Linked DNA regions of Mus musculus: regions 2 and 3 are each linked to region 1. The links are chromatin contacts, called in public HiChIP or PLAC-seq and promoter capture Hi-C maps. All regions are on one chromosome and are shown on one strand. The core of a region is the stretch at or near the end of the contact, and the rest is flanking DNA. Distances in the headings are between cores, read along the strand shown. Region 1 holds the start of Rnf141 (ring finger protein 141). Region 2 holds the start of Akip1 (A kinase (PRKA) interacting protein 1). Region 3 holds the start of Parva (parvin, alpha).

Evidence for each region. Promoter capture Hi-C pulls out the DNA fragments that hold promoters and counts their contacts. HiChIP or PLAC-seq counts read pairs in DNA pulled down with a chosen protein or histone mark.
Region 2: a promoter capture Hi-C map of pre-B cells shows a contact between it and region 1, with 4 times the contacts expected there. The contact joins the promoter of Akip1 here to the promoter of Rnf141 in region 1. A contact is called at or near these places in 1 of 39 promoter capture datasets (pre-B cells) and 1 of 484 Hi-C or Micro-C datasets (regulatory T cells).
Region 3: a contact with region 1 is called in an HNF4G HiChIP or PLAC-seq map of pancreatic cancer cells. The contact joins the promoter of Parva here to the promoter of Rnf141 in region 1. A contact is called at or near these places in 1 of 39 promoter capture datasets (liver) and 1 of 115 datasets of contacts at active chromatin or transcription factors (pancreatic cancer cells).

Annotation. Positions count from the first base shown.
Region 1 is chr7:110,842,962-110,845,661 of GRCm38.p6, reverse strand. Rnf141 (ring finger protein 141) reads left to right here and starts at 1,281. Exons shown (of 6, transcript NM_025999.3): 1 at 1,281-1,323.
Region 2 is chr7:109,702,225-109,705,048 of GRCm38.p6, reverse strand. Akip1 (A kinase (PRKA) interacting protein 1) reads right to left here and starts at 1,371. Exons shown (of 6, transcript NM_020616.2): 1 at 1,273-1,371; 2 at 879-1,103; 3 at 18-98. The coding sequence starts at 1,097. It also overlaps a transcript of Denn2b not described here.
Region 3 is chr7:112,426,290-112,428,989 of GRCm38.p6, reverse strand. Parva (parvin, alpha) reads right to left here and starts at 1,284. Exons shown (of 13, transcript NM_020606.5): 1 at 890-1,284. The coding sequence starts at 1,025.

The sequences.
Region 1 (2,700 bases), core at 32-2,531:
AAGCAACCACTGATCTGATTTTGCCACTAAAGATTCCTGGGGGCGGGGGCTATTCTAGAAAATTTTTTTGGAAGGTCTATCTTCTTTCAGCCTAAGTATTTCAGGCTCATCCACATTGTTAAGTGTGTCAATCATGTATTCTTTATTATTGCTGAGTAATATTCCATTGTGTGACTTTATTTCAGTTGTTTTCCATTCACCTGTTGATATGTTGTCATAGGGTTTCTACTGCTGTGAAGAGACACCATGATCAGAGAAACTCGTATAAAGGAAAACAATTCATTGGGGCTGACTTAGAATTCCGTGGTTTAGTCCATAATAGTCATGGTGGGAAGCATGGCAGCACACAGGCAGACATGCTGGAGAGGTAGCTGAGAGTTCTACATCTGGATCAGCAGGCAGCAGGAAGAGAGAGTGACACTGGGTCTGACCTACGCATCTGAAAACTCAAAGCCCACCCCTAGTGACATATTTTCTCCAACAAAGCCTTATCTATTGCAGCAAGGCCACACTTCCTAATAGTGCCATTCCCTGTGGGCCTATGGGGACCATTTTCATTCAAACCACCACATCAGGTATCTGATGTTGGTGTACTAGTCTTCATGTGGATCTATTCTAGAAGCAGGATGACTGGACTATGTGGTTGGAATGTTTGTGCTTAGGTTTTAAAGAAATGGCCACAATCTCGTTCCACAATGATTGTATCATTTTACATCCCCAACAGACAATCTGAACAGATTTGTTCAGCATCTTTGTCAATATTTAATACAGTTCTTTTCATTTTAGCCACTGTGGTATTGTATTGATAATTCACTTCCCTTCTAATTTGCATAATGGTCTCAGACATCATTTCATGTGCTTATTTGCTATCCATAAATCTAAAAGGCTAGTCTAGTCTTTGGCCATTTAAAAAAATTGTGGGTTTTTTTGTTGTTGTTGTTGTTTTTTTTTTTTTTGGGGGGGGGAGGGGTAAGAATTGTGTATTCTAATTAGAAGTCCTTTGTTAAATATATTTTGCTTTTCCAAAGCCTGTGACTTGCCTCTTCATTTTTTTGTCCTTTTTTACAAAAGTATTTAATTTTATTGATTTCTATGTATGTGACTATTTTGCCTACAGGTGTGTGTCAGCAGCCTTGAGCTACAAAAACCTCCAAAGCCAACAGGGGGGGGTGGAGCTCCGTCTCCAGGCAACGCGCGAGGGCGTGGCCTTACGTCACTGAGGTGCGACTGGTTTGCGGGCCGCGCCGCTGCCGCCTAGCGGGTTTAGCTAAGCAGCAGCCGAGGCGGTGTCCCTGGTGCGAGGAGAGCGATGCCTTGAACTGGGTGAGCCTTGCAGCGCCGCCCCTTCGCTGTGTCCCTTCCCAGCCACTCCACGGTCCTGGAGTAGGGAGTGGAGGCCCGGGCAGCACCAGGGTGTGAAACCGGGCTTCAGAGGAGCTAGGGCCCCTTGTCAGGGCCTCGGCTGCGGGCTTTGGGCACCGATTCCTGGGCGGGTGGAGACTCTGGGTCCGCCTTCTCGGTGGCGGTGGAGACTCTGGGTCCGCCTTCGCGGTGGTGCTGAGGAGAGCTTTCAGAGATCAGCTCGAGCGGTTTTGAATCTTGGCGCTGGCGCACTGAGCAGTTTAGCTGTTGGTTAGCAGAGCAGGTGCGCCAAGGAGGGGCTGAGGGGCGGGTGCTGGGGCCAGGGCGGCAGGGTGGCCACAGGGCAAGGCTTCTGAGGGAGAGCCTGGGCCCGTGGTGTCGGCCAGCCCTCCTACTAAACCCGCCCCGGCAGTGCACCCGGGCCCTTGCTTGTCAAGCTAATTGCTACCTTTTGAGGACCGACATTAAAAAAAAAGTTTCCTTGCTAATCATAATTGTAGGGTAAGTTGCCTTCTGTGTGCAGTTTCATTACAAAACTGTGGGGTTACTGTTGTTGCAATTTGTCTCCAGCCTACCTTCATATTCTTCATATTCCGACCCAGCCCCATTTCCTGATGCCCAGCATTTCTTGTCCTTCTTCTGGAGTACATGTAGCTCCAGTAACACTCCCAGTTGCTTTTAATCCGTGCTTCTCAAACTAAGACCATCTTTTCCACACCCCCTTACCGTGCTTGCTATAGAATGAAATTCACCCTTTAGACTTTTACTTGGGCTTGAACTGTCACCCGACCAATGGTCCTGATAGTTGTCCTTGAAAAGTAATGCCTTCTGAATTCAGAGCCCTCAGGACTTGCGTGGATTTTGTTTTACCCCTTTTGTGCTGGCTGGTTTCGGTTTCTGTCTTAACATGATTGTGTTTTTCAAGACTATGTTATCTTTGTCATTTGGCGTAAGGGAACCATATATATAAGGGACATATAGGATAGATATTCTCTGAATATATCTAAATTCTTTTAACTAGAGGAAGTTGATTTCTCTTTCTAAAAAGGTAGAGAAGGTGCAAAGAGAATATTTTTCTTTCTAAGTCAGAGTGTACTTACTACTTGGTGTGTGCTTTGTCAGGCTGTCTATAATACTTGCCAATTTTCCAAGAATCCATGAAAGGATGAATGGATAATCTATAAGGAAAATTAACAACTGGTGCTATTAGAACTCCAGCACTTACTCAGTACTCTGTTTGTTTATAGGTTTTCAGGTTTTATTTTATTTTATTGAGATTTCTTTAGTTTTATTTCTCCTCCTTAATACCTTTGACCCCAGAACAGGCATTCTAGATTC
Region 2 (2,824 bases), core at 122-2,621, 1.1 Mb after region 1:
AGATCACACCAACTTACCCCACACTGACTTGAAGTATAGTCCATGAATTCAGCCATTGCTCCGAAGGAAGAGCTAAGGGTTGGGCACCTTTCTTCTCTCTGTTGTAATAAATGGCAAGTCATAGGTGAGACCTACAAATCCCCTACTGGAGAAGGACATCATTTGAGAAATAGCCCTTTTTCACTTTTAGGAAAGCTTCTGCAAGCTGAAACTGGTAAGAAGGATCTTGCTGAGAAAAAAAAAAAAAAATCCAACTCTGTAAACTAGATGTGCAATTTATCCAGGAACTAAAATAACTGGTTGGCTGGCTTTACTCACTATTGAGTAATGGGAAAGAACTGTTATTGTTGTTTATGATTTTTTGAGACAAGATCACATGTACACTAGGAAGACTTTGTACTTGATCCTTAGCCCCGACCTCCCAAGTTCTGGCACCACACTAAGAATTGTATTTATTTACTTTAGACAGGGTTTCACTAGGTAACACACGATGGCTTGAAACTTGCTATGTAGAACAGGCTAATCTCGAACTCAAGAGATCTGTCTGCTTCTGCCTCCTGGATGCTGAGATTAATGGTGTGCACCACCACACCCGGTAAGAAATTTTATGTTATAAGTAAGCAGAATACTACTATTCTTTTGTTATTCAAAAAGAATTGGGTCACACCGTGCTTGTACACAACCTCTTTAATACTAGTACCTAAATCGTAGGCAAGAGTTCAAGGCCAGCCTGGGCTATACGAGACCGTGTCAAAAGCAGTTTCCAAACAACGTTTCCACTTTTGCTCCAATGCGTTACATCTTCTGGACATGGGAGGCTTCCTCCCGCCCAGTGGCGGCGGAGAATGACTAGACAGTCCCCCAGCTCCCGGCCTCACCTCTCCTAGGAGGCGCTGGGAACCAGGGACCGACCATCTTTCCTGGTAGGGGCCCTGGCGGTAAAGGACCCCCACGTTGCCTCTGGATCGCTCTGGAGAATGCCAGTCCACTGCCCTCCTCTTGGCGCGCTCCAATACTTCCCTCCCCAGCCGAGCAGAGCGCTGGAGCGAGCGCCGGTCCACTCCGTTCAGCGCCGCGGCCGCCAGACAGTATTCCATGTCTCCCTGGACACATACACAGACAAGTCAACTAGGCCCGGATCCGGGCGGCAACTTCCCCGCGACCCCAACTCCCCCTTCGCCTGCATCGCGCAATCCAAGTGGGGAGGAACTAGCAGGCAGGACCCCTGCCCCTTGCACTTCCGCCTCTCAGACCCTGGGTACAGCCCCTCACCCGGCCTGCTTCTCCGGGCGCACGCGCATAGCGCTCACACGGACACGCCTTCCGTGTTCCCGCGGCCCTTCTTTCGCGCCAGTTGCCAAGCTAACTGCTGCGCGCCGTGGGCGGGGCCTGGCGATGGGCGGAGCCGGTGTGGGCGGGGCCGGGTCGAGGGGCACGTGGGCCCAGCCTTAATCAGCTTCAGACGCGAAGCGGGCGCTTGTTGTCGTTCGAGGACTTTCTTGCCGCGACAGGTCAGTGTGGATCCCGTGACTCGTTGCGCTAAAAACATTTGTGAGAGTAGGTGCATGCGGACCGTATTCAGGGGTCTCGCCACTCCAGAACCACTTTTGTGTGAGGAGGTGATGAGGCTAGCGGACCAACGCGACTGAGGAGGTAGTGCTGGGGAAAGGGCATTCTGTCAGAAGAACTCTCAAGGCTGGGGATGGAGGCCAGACGGAGGTCTTGGAACTGTGGGTGAGGGGACTGGTAAGACTCCAGGGGATGGCAGGTATTTCTTGGCAGGTTGGTAGAGGATGTAGTGGAGTGGTGAGTGGGGAATCCCGTCATTCCCTTCCTGCAGCTTCCTCATTCCTCCCTTGGAAGAACAGATTCACACAATTTTGTTGGAGGTTTATTTGTTTGTTTGTTTTTGACAGTCTCACTGTGCAAACCCTCACTATGTAGACCAGGCTGGCTTTCAGTCTCTTTGGTCCTGGGATCTGGACCTACCATTCAAGCATCAATCGTATCACTTTTTAAAGTAAGAAATGGATCAGATACCTTTCAGAACACCATGGGGCTATGGTGAAAGCCCTGGGTCTCAGCGGGAGTGACACCCCCTGGTGAGCAGCAGGGCGTGAATGGGGAGAAAGTTCCACTTTAAGGAACATTGCTCAGTGCGGGGTGGGTCCCTCACAGGACACAAAGGAATTCTCAGTCCTTAAGTAGTGTGAATAGAGAAACATTTGCCCACAAACCTAGCTACCTGAGATTCCTTGAAATCCATGCCAGAAGCCAGGATCTGTAGTGTGCATCTGTCAGCCCTACCCTGCAACAGTGACATAAGAGGTGAGGACAGGAAATTGGCTAGAACTCCTGGACTAGACACCTTGAATTATATAGTCTAGCAGTAGCAACAAGCAAGACCCTGCCTTACACATGGCAGAAGGTGAGAACGGACTCCCAAAAGTTGTCCTCAGACCTCCATACACTTTCTTTGGCACACATGTACTACATTCACACACATAAAAAATGAGTAAAAAGTAGTCTAGTTCTTATTGATGAATGATTCTCACTTCAACTTCAGGATCTAGGTAGCCTCTATTCTGATTGACATCCCCATAAATTTGCCTTTTTCTGGCGATTCATACAAATAAAATCATATGGTATGTGGCCCTTTGGACCGGTCTCTTTCATTTAGATTACTTTGAGGCTTGTCTGAGTTATAGTATATAGTACATTGTCATCCCTTTTTATGGATAAATAATATTCCATTATATGAATATACTGTATTTTGTTTATTCATCACTTGGAACTATTTCCATCCTGGAGGCCTATTCTGATA
Region 3 (2,700 bases), core at 35-2,534, 1.6 Mb before region 1:
TGGGCTACACAAGACTAAGCACAAGGCTAAAGAGTCTCAAAAGAGAAAGAATAAGACCGCGGTGCTCACGCAGTAGACCTAAGGCCCTCTAAATCCAATCCCAGCCATGCCAAAGAGGAAAACATTTTAAACCCCTTTTTATTCACACACCTATCGCCACATTGATTTTTAGAATCATCACTGCATTTCCTACGCCCAAATGTGAGTTGTAAATTCTGCCTACGGGGGAAAAAGTACTTTCCACAGAAACTATTCTGGAAACAAAAAATGAGATTGCTGCAATTCACTGTGGTGGGAAAAAGAAATCTTTTCTTTTTCTTTAAATAAAACTTGGAATGGAATGTCCAGGTTCACAGCAGGGTCACAGTCCTTAGGTGTAGTGAGTTTATCTCACCATTCCTCAATCCCCCCCCCCCCAACTTCGGCACGTTCTTCTCTCAGTCAGTCAACTAACATTTTATACAGATCATCAAAGTCCACACAAGTCCAGGGAGCCCGCGAGAGATCCAAGGAGGCCATTGCAGCTGCAGCAAAAGACCTGAAGGCGCCCAGGAAACGACGGCGCAACAGACCAATGAAGGCTGAGAGCGGGGAATGACGGCGCCCGAGAAAACTTTCCAGCAGAAACTTGGCAAATGCCAGTCCTCGGGCGCGCAGAGGGCGGGGACAGCGGCCTAGGGGAGAGCACAGGGGACCGGCTGGGCCTGGGCTCTGGGACAACAGCCACCCAAAGCCTGGGCTCCGCCTGTGGACCAGAGATGACACCGACCCGGTTAGGGCTTTGGAGGCGACATGGGGACACTGAGAGGCGCGCCCAGGCACTGCCAGGGGGGTCTCCCACTTCCAGGCTCCCGATCCCTGCAGCGCCCACGGCCTCGGCTGTTCCTACCTTCTTTGGCTTTCTTCCTCCGGGCCAGCGTCCCTCCGAGTTTCCCCAAGAACGAGTCATCCTTCTTGCGGGACGGAGGCGACTTGGGAGTGGGTGATTTGGGGACCAAGGGCGACTTCTGTGGGGATGTGGCCATGGCGGCTGGACGCGGAGCTGGAGCTGGGCGGCCGCGGCGGGCGGCGGCGGGACTGAGGCTGCGGCTTTCCAAACGGAAGCGGAATTATTCCAGGCATTTGAGGCAGCTCGCTCGCCTTTCCCGTCCCTCGCTCCCTCCCTCGCGCCGCCCTCCGCCCTGCGAGGAGCTGCTGCGCCTGGGGCCCCCGTGCCCAGGGCTGCCCTGGCTACGAGGATGCCCTGGCTTGCCGCTTGCTGGGGGCTATAGACGCAGGGGCAAGTGCATGCTAGGGGGACGTGAGGTCTTATCTGGAGCTTGGAAGCCTTCACTTCTCTGCTTTGCATACACACACACACACACACACACACACACACACACACACACACACGCGTCAGAATCCGCAGGGAATCAGCCCTGTGACCCTATTTCCCAGCTGCTGCGGTCTCTTGCTCTACCTCCTGCATGGATGGGTTCCTATACTGTTAGTACTTTTGTCTCACAAAGAAGTCAAGGATCTAAAATGGGCTCTGGTCCCAACAGACTTCCCGTTCAACTTCTGCATGAATCTGCGGACTTCCACCTTCTCCTGTCCACACTCAAACAAAGCTGGAAGTCCACGACGGCAGACGCTCATCTATCTAGCCAAGAGCAATAGAATTAGTTCCAGACTCTCTTGACCTGACGCTGGAGTCACACCAGGCAGTTTTAAAGATTCATGCTGGAGATGTTTAGGAGTCCTGCGTACTTTTACTGTGCTTCTTCGTCCTAAGTTGTGGCTTGACCATCTCTTTCCCATTCTTTCAGGATACCTTGGTCATACACCAGCGGGAAGAGTTACATAACTGTTTCCACAGCTCTTTCCGTGATGGGGCATAAACAAATATCTATGTCTCCTTCCCAGAGCACCACCACCAAATTACCTTTTCCCTGAAATCAAGCTTGGGATCCAATGAGTTTATCAGACTTACAGAGCCTGGGGAAGGAGTCACCTACAGGAATGTGGGCGGGCCCCAAAGCAGCTGCACTACTGCAAATTTCTACCCCAGGGCGGATGACTTCCCCTAACTGTCTAAATGGAATCCCCTTCAGCTAATCTTCAACAGACTACTACTCTAACACCTCCAGTGACCACGTGGAATTAGGACAGAATGACCTAGTAGGGTTACAAGAGGGAGTGGCCAGAATTGAGATGAAAATTCAGTGACTGTCCCTGCTCCATCCTTCTATAAGGGAACATCAATAAACAGGGTCGGTCTCTAGGTCAGGAGTCGAGTGGGAAGGGAGGTCGCAAGTTCTCACATCTGCTTAGATGAAGATGGTGGCTGTCTTGCTCTGAGGAGGGCTTTCCACATGTACACTACACACACTGATGGAATCTGACTGAACCTCTGACTCAGAGGGAGCAAGATTTTGAACTGAGCTGGAGAAATCGGTCCAGCAGTTGGGCACTAGGTTGTGATCTAGTGCCCAGCTAGGCAGCAGTGTCTGTTCTCAGCCAGAGGCACGTGTTGATGAGTGACATGCATGTTGGTGATGAGAATGTGTGTCTTAACTTCCTTCCTATTGTTCTGATAAATCCCAGAACCGGAAGCAACCTAGAGAGGAGAGGGTTTATTTTACCTGTAAGGTAGCAGTCCATCACGGAGGGAAGTCAAGGCAGGAGTCTGGAGGCAGAAATCGGAAGCAGAGACCATGG